2 separate regions of the Anas platyrhynchos genome follow, and region 1 is linked to region 2. Evidence: chromatin contacts called from public Hi-C data. All regions are on one chromosome and are shown on one strand. The core of a region is the stretch at or near the end of the contact, and the rest is flanking DNA. Distances in the headings are between cores, read along the strand shown. Region 1 overlaps ORC4 (origin recognition complex subunit 4). Region 2 overlaps EPC2 (enhancer of polycomb homolog 2).

The links. A called contact is a pair of places that touch in the nucleus more often than the background predicts.
Region 1: a contact with region 2 is called in a Hi-C map of subcutaneous adipose tissue, with 2.3 times the contacts expected there. The contact joins two enhancer-like sites. A contact is called at or near these places in 2 of 8 Hi-C or Micro-C datasets (liver and subcutaneous adipose tissue).

Annotation. Positions count from the first base shown.
Region 1 is chr7:3,093,923-3,097,857 of IASCAAS_PekinDuck_T2T, reverse strand. ORC4 (origin recognition complex subunit 4) reads right to left here. Exons shown (of 15, transcript XM_027459571.3): 13 at 2,896-2,991; 14 at 2,747-2,814; 15 at 1,646-1,958. The coding sequence ends at 1,770. Among named protein-coding and RNA genes, the nearest start is that of ORC4, 16 kb to the right of the region's middle. Within about 2 kb of position 2,582, at least 1 of the 8 cell types and tissues checked has an H3K27ac peak or open chromatin away from gene starts, as enhancers often do. A contact at or near this core is called in subcutaneous adipose tissue, where this site is marked.
Region 2 is chr7:2,904,058-2,908,197 of IASCAAS_PekinDuck_T2T, reverse strand. It overlaps EPC2 (enhancer of polycomb homolog 2), which reads left to right. Exons shown (of 14, transcript XM_038181936.2): 3 at 3,192-3,337. Among named protein-coding and RNA genes, the nearest start is that of EPC2, 20 kb to the left of the region's middle. Within about 2 kb of position 1,892, at least 2 of the 8 cell types and tissues checked have an H3K27ac peak or open chromatin away from gene starts, as enhancers often do. A contact at or near this core is called in subcutaneous adipose tissue, where this site is marked.

The sequences.
Region 1 (3,935 bases), core at 1,333-3,832, 190 kb before region 2:
GCATGTTTCTTACCTGCAGCCTGGCCCCACGCAGCCCCAGCAGCGTTGGCTTCCCTGCTGAGCTGCCTGGGGCACGGCCAAGCTTCTGGCCTTTAGCTTGAGCTCAAAGTCAGTCACTGCTCTCCCTTTTAAAAACATTAAACTTCATCAGCCTGGCCTTTAGAAGAGCTGTGGAAATGCTGTGAATGCTGCTCTGCTGCAAGTGGGATTTTTTTCTAGCCTATACTATCGCTGTTGCAGTTTGTTTCTCCAGAAGTGACACTAAACCAAAGCTGGAATTGTTAGGTTCACAGAAAAGTAACAACCTGCCTCAGCCCCAGCATATATTAGATGTGAGGTTTCACAAACATCGCTTAAAGCAAGGAGTTCTGACCCTACAAGCGAGCCTCAAGACAGCCTGTGGATGTGGCACAGGTTTCATCAGTAGTGCTGCATCATTAACAACCTTACCCAGCTAGACAATATTTCAGGCTCCCAGGTCAGTATTTATGCTGGGCTAAGAGTCCTCCCTGCCCTGTACCAAGCTTCTCACATTAGGAACCAGAGCCCCAGGACCAAGAACCTGAGCAAAAGGAGCAGGGGAAGGGGAGCTGCTTCCTTCCACCCCTACCTTCCCCACGAGATCTGTGAGCACCACCATGCCCATCCCTGCATCCCCCGTCCTTCTTTACACCTCTGACCAGACTCTAGGACTGTTTAACAGAGAACGGAGGTTTCCAGGCACAGAAAATAACTCCTTCTTAAAAGGCAACCTGGATTACATGAAGTACACAGGGAATCTAACAGAGTTTGTGCTTGCTGAGTAAACGCTTTGCTTTCTGGATTCACGCTGTAGTTATGGTTTGCAAGTGTTCCATTCAAACAGCCTCAGGCATCTTGTCTAAGCTACCACCTAGAGGAACTGGATCGCTGTGACTCTCCTACTACTTATTTTGCTCCTTTTCAGAGTACTGCTGTGTTATTCAAGATGTGCAGATGACATCTTAAAAAACAATGAAGCAGTGAAGAGAGCAAAATTAAAATACTCCTGACTGACAAGAAGGGCTTCGGAGTGACACCAGAGAGAGGTCTCCCAGGCATGGAGAAGTCGCTGTTTCTTTGGCTTTTTGACAGACTGAAGCCAGGGCTGCTAAAAATGACATCACAGACTTTAAGGCAAGAATGAGCTAACTCGCTCTATATTCAGGAAAGAGAAAACCAGTCTTCCTGCATCACCCTTCCTGAAACCTAACAGCAGCATCATGAGGACATCATGAGCCAGCTGGGCAACCTGCAGAGCAGGTGGGCTGGTAGCTGAGGCTCCTTGCACAAACACAGCACTTGCCAGACGCAGGTAGCTGTGACTGGAGGTTGAACTAAGTCACATCAGAGCTGTATTAGAGACAGATCTGCACTTCAGAACATACAGCAGGAGTCCTGCAGCTGGTTAACACCTCAAGCAGCCTTCATCATCTAAAGCTGCCTCAATCTGCAATTAAGAAACTCAAAGCACAACCGCTTTGATTTCTACAAAGCAGAAGTCACATTCAGAAGGAAAAGTTAGCACTGAGCTGAGCTACCCCGAGCATTTAGAAGTTCTTCCAATTTATGGCATTACAAGGTAAGAGGATTGCGGTTCCAAAACCAACCTGCAAAGCCAAGCAGCCTTCTTCCAACCAAAAATTTATTAACTTGACCACCCTACTGTGGGTAAACACCACATCTTCTGGAGTCTGCAGTTAACTCCAGAAGTTCTGAAGTGACAAGGGGCCCCGTGAGTTCCCAGCAGCTCACAACCAGCTAAGCGATGACGTTGCCCACTGCTTCACGTCTGTGGGGCAGTTGGGGTACGCCTGCAAAGCGTCCATGATCTGGGTGTTGTCCAAGAGCAGTTTCATCAAGAGGTACTCTCTCTGAGTACGCACTGATGGTTTTTCTATTGGTTTGACTAATTCCAGTTGCAGTAAGTGTTCGAATGCCTAAAAACAGAAGAAACAAATTAGGAAAAAAGGAGACATCCTCACTCCGGGCTGCACTGGCCACTTGCAGTGACCTATGAGGCGCTGTTTTAACAAAAGCCTGGGGTGTGCTGCCTTGACAGATATTAAATGCCAGCTCCATTCAACCCTATGTCCTTTTCGACAGGCAGTAAAACATATGTGAGCTGAGCTAGAATACACTTCTCTTCTTATAGAAATAAGAATTAAAATATTTAGTTTACATAACCAAATGGGAATGACTTTGTTCCAATTAATCCAGAACGACAGCTCATTACAAGCACACGGCGTTACTTAACTTTCAGTTTAAGCACAACTGAATCATCATGAATCAGAAAGCAGGACTGCTCAGCTCAAAAGCAGCACGACTAGAGGCTTTGGCTGCTGAACTCCGGATCATTGAGTTAAATTCATCAGCTGAAAGTATCTGCACAACCACCTGCTGGGCTGCTGTGCTGAAGCAGGATGAAATGCCACACTGGCAGTGCCCCAAGCTGAAAAGCTTGAAAAACAAGAGTCCTTGCAATATTTTCTTGTAAGCAGGGTATTTACCAGACCAACAAACTTCCTACCAGCGGGGCACCGACCAGCAGAGGGCAGCGCAGCACCGAGCAACACAACCACGGGTCACATCTGTTCTGCGAGCAGGGTTTTCTCCATCCCTAAAATATCCACCCCTACTTCAAGGATTGTTTACGACTGTTCAAATGCATGCTCTGGCAGAAGATACACATCTGAGTGCTTTAGGAAAAACTACACTTCAGGTTTACCTTCATAACAACCGGCTTTTCGAAGTTGTACATGCAGTGCGCCTTCCTCTGGATGAACTTCTGAAATTCTGCATCGGGAACGGGAAGGAAAAGTTACTCTGGGTAACGCGAGTGACTTAGCACGTGTAAGATTCATGCATTTCTCTCACCATTGTAAACCATCTGGAAGTTAAATGGTTCTCCTTCATAAACATCATTTAAGTGTTTCATAGCTATAATTAGGCAGATTTCCAGGACAGACAAACCTAGAGGGAGAGACAAGAGCTCTAAATATCTCTTGAGCATATCAGAAGTGCAAGCAGTTCATGTGCTATTTTTAATACTCTTTTGTATGCTGTAGACCTCACATATTTGTGGGGTTTATCTTCATAATTGTAACAAAATCCCAGAATTAAATGAGGCTAGATAAAAGCAGAACATTAGTTTTCAGATTTTTGAAGCAAGAATGTTACAAAAAAAACAGGCTCCTTCTGTCAAAATCCAAGGAATTTAAACAAAGACAAAATCATCACTGCAGACAAAGAAATCCTGGCAGCATCAAGACAATCAACATGCTACCGTACAGCATGTGATGAAATGAGAGTCTGAAGAAGTTACTTGCTATTGAAAGCTAAAGAAGTGATGCAGGGAATTACCTCCACAGACAGAGAATCACAGGGTCAAGCCAAACCAAGGCCTGTGAAGTCTGGGAGCAGTGAAAAAGCAATCGGATAAAATTGATCTTTCCCTGATCAGGGAAGCAATTTGTCCTGTAACTGTATTTGGGCCTATATCCTCATCAGCCATTTATTTCTTATCGTTTGTACAAGTTCCCAAATATTTATCAGAGAAAGCTTAAGTGCATTGCTCAGTGCATCTCACTTGCTGAGGTTTAAGGAAAGCCCCTCAGCCCCTCACCACAAACGGTTAAGTGAAAGCAGCACCAGGGGTTTCAGGCTGCCCCAGCACACTGACACACACCAGCCATCAGTGCAGGAGTAAGAGAAGCTTGGCCAAATGCAGGTGGGTGCACGCAGCTGTACCCTGCACATTCAAATACATGTCCAAGCACAGGCTGTTGCAGTTCTCAGAGGATTTATTGCCACAGCTCGCAGCCCAAGCCCAGCAGTTCCCTCACGCTACCAGCACTAGCAGAAAGAGGTCAGCCTTTCCCCCTCCTCTGACACTCAGGGGACAGAAATGCTGCCTG
Region 2 (4,140 bases), core at 643-3,142:
ACATTTTTAGAGGCTGCTGTAACAGGAGCTGTTCAGCCTGTGGCCATGTAAAGTGGGCATTTGCATGATAGCTGCCTGGCAGAGGTGTTCTGGTGCAGGTGGGCAGTGTTAAAGCCCTGGTCCGGTCAGGTGCCGCAGCCTTGCCGTTGAGAAGGTGTTTTGCTGCTTTGTGAACTACTTTGGATATAATTACCATGACCTATGCTAACCCACAGTAAACGATTTGATGCCATCAGAATAAACACAGCCCGCTCTGTTCTGACTGCCAGCACCCTCCTGGTGGAAGCTGTGCTCTCAGCTGGGCCAGCTTGGGGAATTGCGCTGGCAGAAGGCCTATCTGGTTTTTGGTGGCCGTCTGGATCTATCAACTCGCTGTCTTGGCTCATTGTGGGACTCCAGGTGCCAGCACAGGGAAGGTGGAGCAGTGTGTAGCTCGCCGGGGAGGGGAGGCTCGTGGAGGTGCTTGTTTGAGTGGTAACTCACTTAGGTCGGCTTAAACTGACTGTTGAACCACAGCCTTAATTAGTTAAGTAAATTCAATTAGATAATTTTGTGATGTTAAACCCAATTTCACGTAACTTAACTTTAAAGCAAATTCCATTTCCATAGGTTAGTATAAACTCAGTACTTAAGGGAGCTCGTGTAAACAAAAGCAAATCCCTCTGCGAAAGGCACAGCCGGCAGGAGTGGTTACAGTGGCAGAGGGTGTAAGGTAGGGTGGTAGTTTTGCAACAGCAATTAGCAAGCCAGCAAGTTTTGAACATTTATACAAGGTGAGGTTTAGTGATAGGATCACCTTCTGCAGCACCCCACAGAAACGTGCAGCGTGGAAGAACACAGAAGTGTTGGAGCAGGAAAACTCGATCCATCTAGCCAGCCCCATGAACTACCAGCAGGAAAGGCAGGGAGGTAGAGTGCATGAACCAGGAGGAAGGCTGCATTTTGTGAGACTTGCAGGCTTCCAGCAGGTAGCTGAGGTTTTGTGGCCTGCAGTGAACCAGGAGGTGGAATGCGAGTGTTGTTGCCATTGCTTCAGCACCGTTACCCTGCCCTTCTGCTGCTTGCGGTGCTTCTCATGCTACTCACAAGCCAGAGAGTGTTGCTAGGAGGTATAAAAAGCAGGGCTACTACTGCTCTGACAGCACCTGTGTGCTTTTCTAGAGAAGAATGAGATGGGTTTTATTCAGCCTAACTTGCTTCTGACAAGCGCATACTGGATACCTTTTATCTTCTGAGTCTTGTCACTTTGATTATGTCAAAATATTCTCGTGGAGTTGGAATTCAGGGTGTAGAGTTTTTTGGTTTTTAAGGATTACAGTTTTTTTTCCTGTTTTTCAGCACTTTTTTGAGATGTTATAGATTAAAAAAAATGACTGCTAATATAGCTGAGGTTTTATCAGCAAATAACTTAATTTAGGAAGTTAAGTTGATTTGATGTGTCATTTAGGAACAGGGTTCAGAGGTTTCTTAATGCAGCTTTACAGAGCTCTGCTTTCAAAGAATGAATAGTCTGGGTCAGTTTCTGTTTCAAAACTGTGATTTTCTCCCATGGAAGCTACAGGACCTGAATGCTGTAAGCTGTAGTGTGAGTCTGATACACGGCTGCTGATGCTCGGAGGGAGAACCGGGTGTCACGTACCCAGGCACAGTGGGACGTGTCCGAACAGAATCTGCACGGCAACTTTATCGAGTTGTAGTATTAATGATTCCCTGTAATACACAGCCATACCGCAGTAGTAGTATTAATTTCTTCTTGAAATCTATTTTTAGACTGTGTTTACAGTGTGTGTTGAGCCGGTGAAGCCTTCTGAGTAAGTGTCGTTCTCAGAATTAGTACAGCGAAGCACCGCCTCTTCTGGGAGGTAGCAGGGCACAGCTGAAAATGGGAAGGGATCGCGTCCTAGCACTTCTCAGATGTATCTGCCTCTGGGAGTGCCTCTCCTCTGTCTCCACGCAAAGCCAAACAGATTGTTTTACACGCTGCCAGTGGTAAAAGCTAATGCATTGCGTTGGAATATAGACAGAGTGGTCTTGGGCTGGCCTGAGGAAGGAATGTCTTGCTTATTTCATCGTAGTTGACTGCCCAGACCAGGTGCTTTAAATGATTTTTAGCATCATTCTGCTGATTCTGGTGTTTCCTGGGTCCCCTCAGAGTGCACCAGAAAGCTTGGTAGCAGAGTTGTTCTCTAAGTTGACACTCGGATACAGCCATCACTTAGGAACGTAGAGATAAGATAGTGCTTTGATTTGTGGTCCAGTACAAATAGAATATATTTCAACAAGCCTTCACTGCTGTTGGTGCAATAATTATTTGAAGCGTTGGAGTTAGTGTTTCACCCTTTGTAGTTTCATATAAAATATCAGTTGCACCTAATAAGAGTTGTTGCTGTATAGGATTTTCTCATACTTCATGTAAACAAAATTGCTGCTATGTTATCTGAATGATGATTTCCTTCTGCTTTTCGTAGGACCAGAAACTTTGCCTAAGTATGGAGAATGACTAGGGCAATGTGTAATAAAGCTATGGGCTTTGCTGTAAAGTCAGGAGCGTACTGTTTGAAGAGCATGGAGAAAGATTCAGGTTCTACGTCTAGAGTTGAGTTGCTTTTGGAGAAAAAGTAACACGCCTTCCCACAGGATTGGTCTAGCCTTGTTACAGTTGGTTACACAAGCTATTTTTTTTTTTAATTTAGCCTATTAAATATTTTAATAATTTAATTTAGTTGAATTACTTAAAAACGGGCAACTGAAATTGTATTGGAACTTCCATTTAAGTACTTTCCTCTGAGTATGGGATTTGACTGAAAATTATCTTAATTGTTAAGAATCTTACTGTGATATTATGGAGGAGCTGTATTATAACAGCACAAAAAAGCACTTTTGCTTTTGTTGTGCAGGGAGATATTAAAATTTGTATGCCCCTATGGTAATTTTTAGAAGTAAAGCTTTTTTTCCTATCACCCCTTCAAGCTGCATTAAAAGAAAACGAGCTTTCACTGATTACCCCTTGTATAGGAAGCCAAAGACAAGAAACTTCTGAACACTGTCTTAATTCTTCTATATGGGGACACATTTTAGTGTAAAGAGAATTGTCATGCCAGAGGTCTGCTGATTTTATGGATGGCTTTTGATTACTGGTTGTCAGATGCGTGCTCTTGTATTCACTTATTTTGTGTGTGTTTTTGTTTCAGCCTTTAATCTGGACAATGAACAGCCAGATTACGATATGGACTCCGAGGATGAAACCTTACTGAACAGACTAAATCGGAAGATGGAAATCAAGCCACTGCAGTTTGAAATAATGATTGACAGACTTGAAAAAGCCAGTTCTAGTCAGGTATTTTGCTGCGCTAAGAAATGGCTCAGCTATTTCTCATTTCTGGTGGGGTGGTTCTGTTTTTTTTTTTTTTTTTTTTTGGTTGGTTGGTTTAGTTTGGTTTTTGTTTTTCAGTTCATTGTATTTCCTGGTAAGTGGGTAAGAATGTTTGTGCAAGTCTGCAGAACTACAGAAATTTCATTGCTGTCTTTATTGGTAACTTAGGAAAGTAAGTGGAGAGCAGGAGTATAGGTGAGTGGGTGCATGTGTGGTGGTGGGGCTTGGTATTAAACTTTTCAATTCCTAATCGTAATAAGTTACAAGAAGACAACTTAAAACCCATCTACTTTTACCTGCTTTGGCAGAAAAGGAGCTGATAGTGGTTGGTGGGTGTACAGAGGTGTCTATAAATGTGTATGAGAATCCAGATTGTTTTCCTTTCACTTGGTACAGTGGGCATTGACTTCAGTTGAAGGTAAGAGACTTTGATGCACAGACAGCAAAGCAAAGGGTTTAAGACTGAGCCCTTGTGGTATAAACTGCAGTGGTACAAGAAAGAAAGTTATTCTCCAGGTCAGACTCAAAGGCTGGTTTCCTTGCTGTAGGAACAAGCACGTGGTGCCAGTTATTTTATCAGAAGGGTGCCAGTATTTTAGGCTTAAGTTCCTGAGCTGTTACAGGAGATCATTGTCTGGAGAAAGATCTTGAATTCAGAAAATTGCTCAGTTTCTGACATGTAACTTTAAAGTATGTGGAGTTACTTCTCAGGGAGTTGAAGAGTTCTTACACCAGAAAGTGTACGTTTAGGGAAACAAATAATAGAA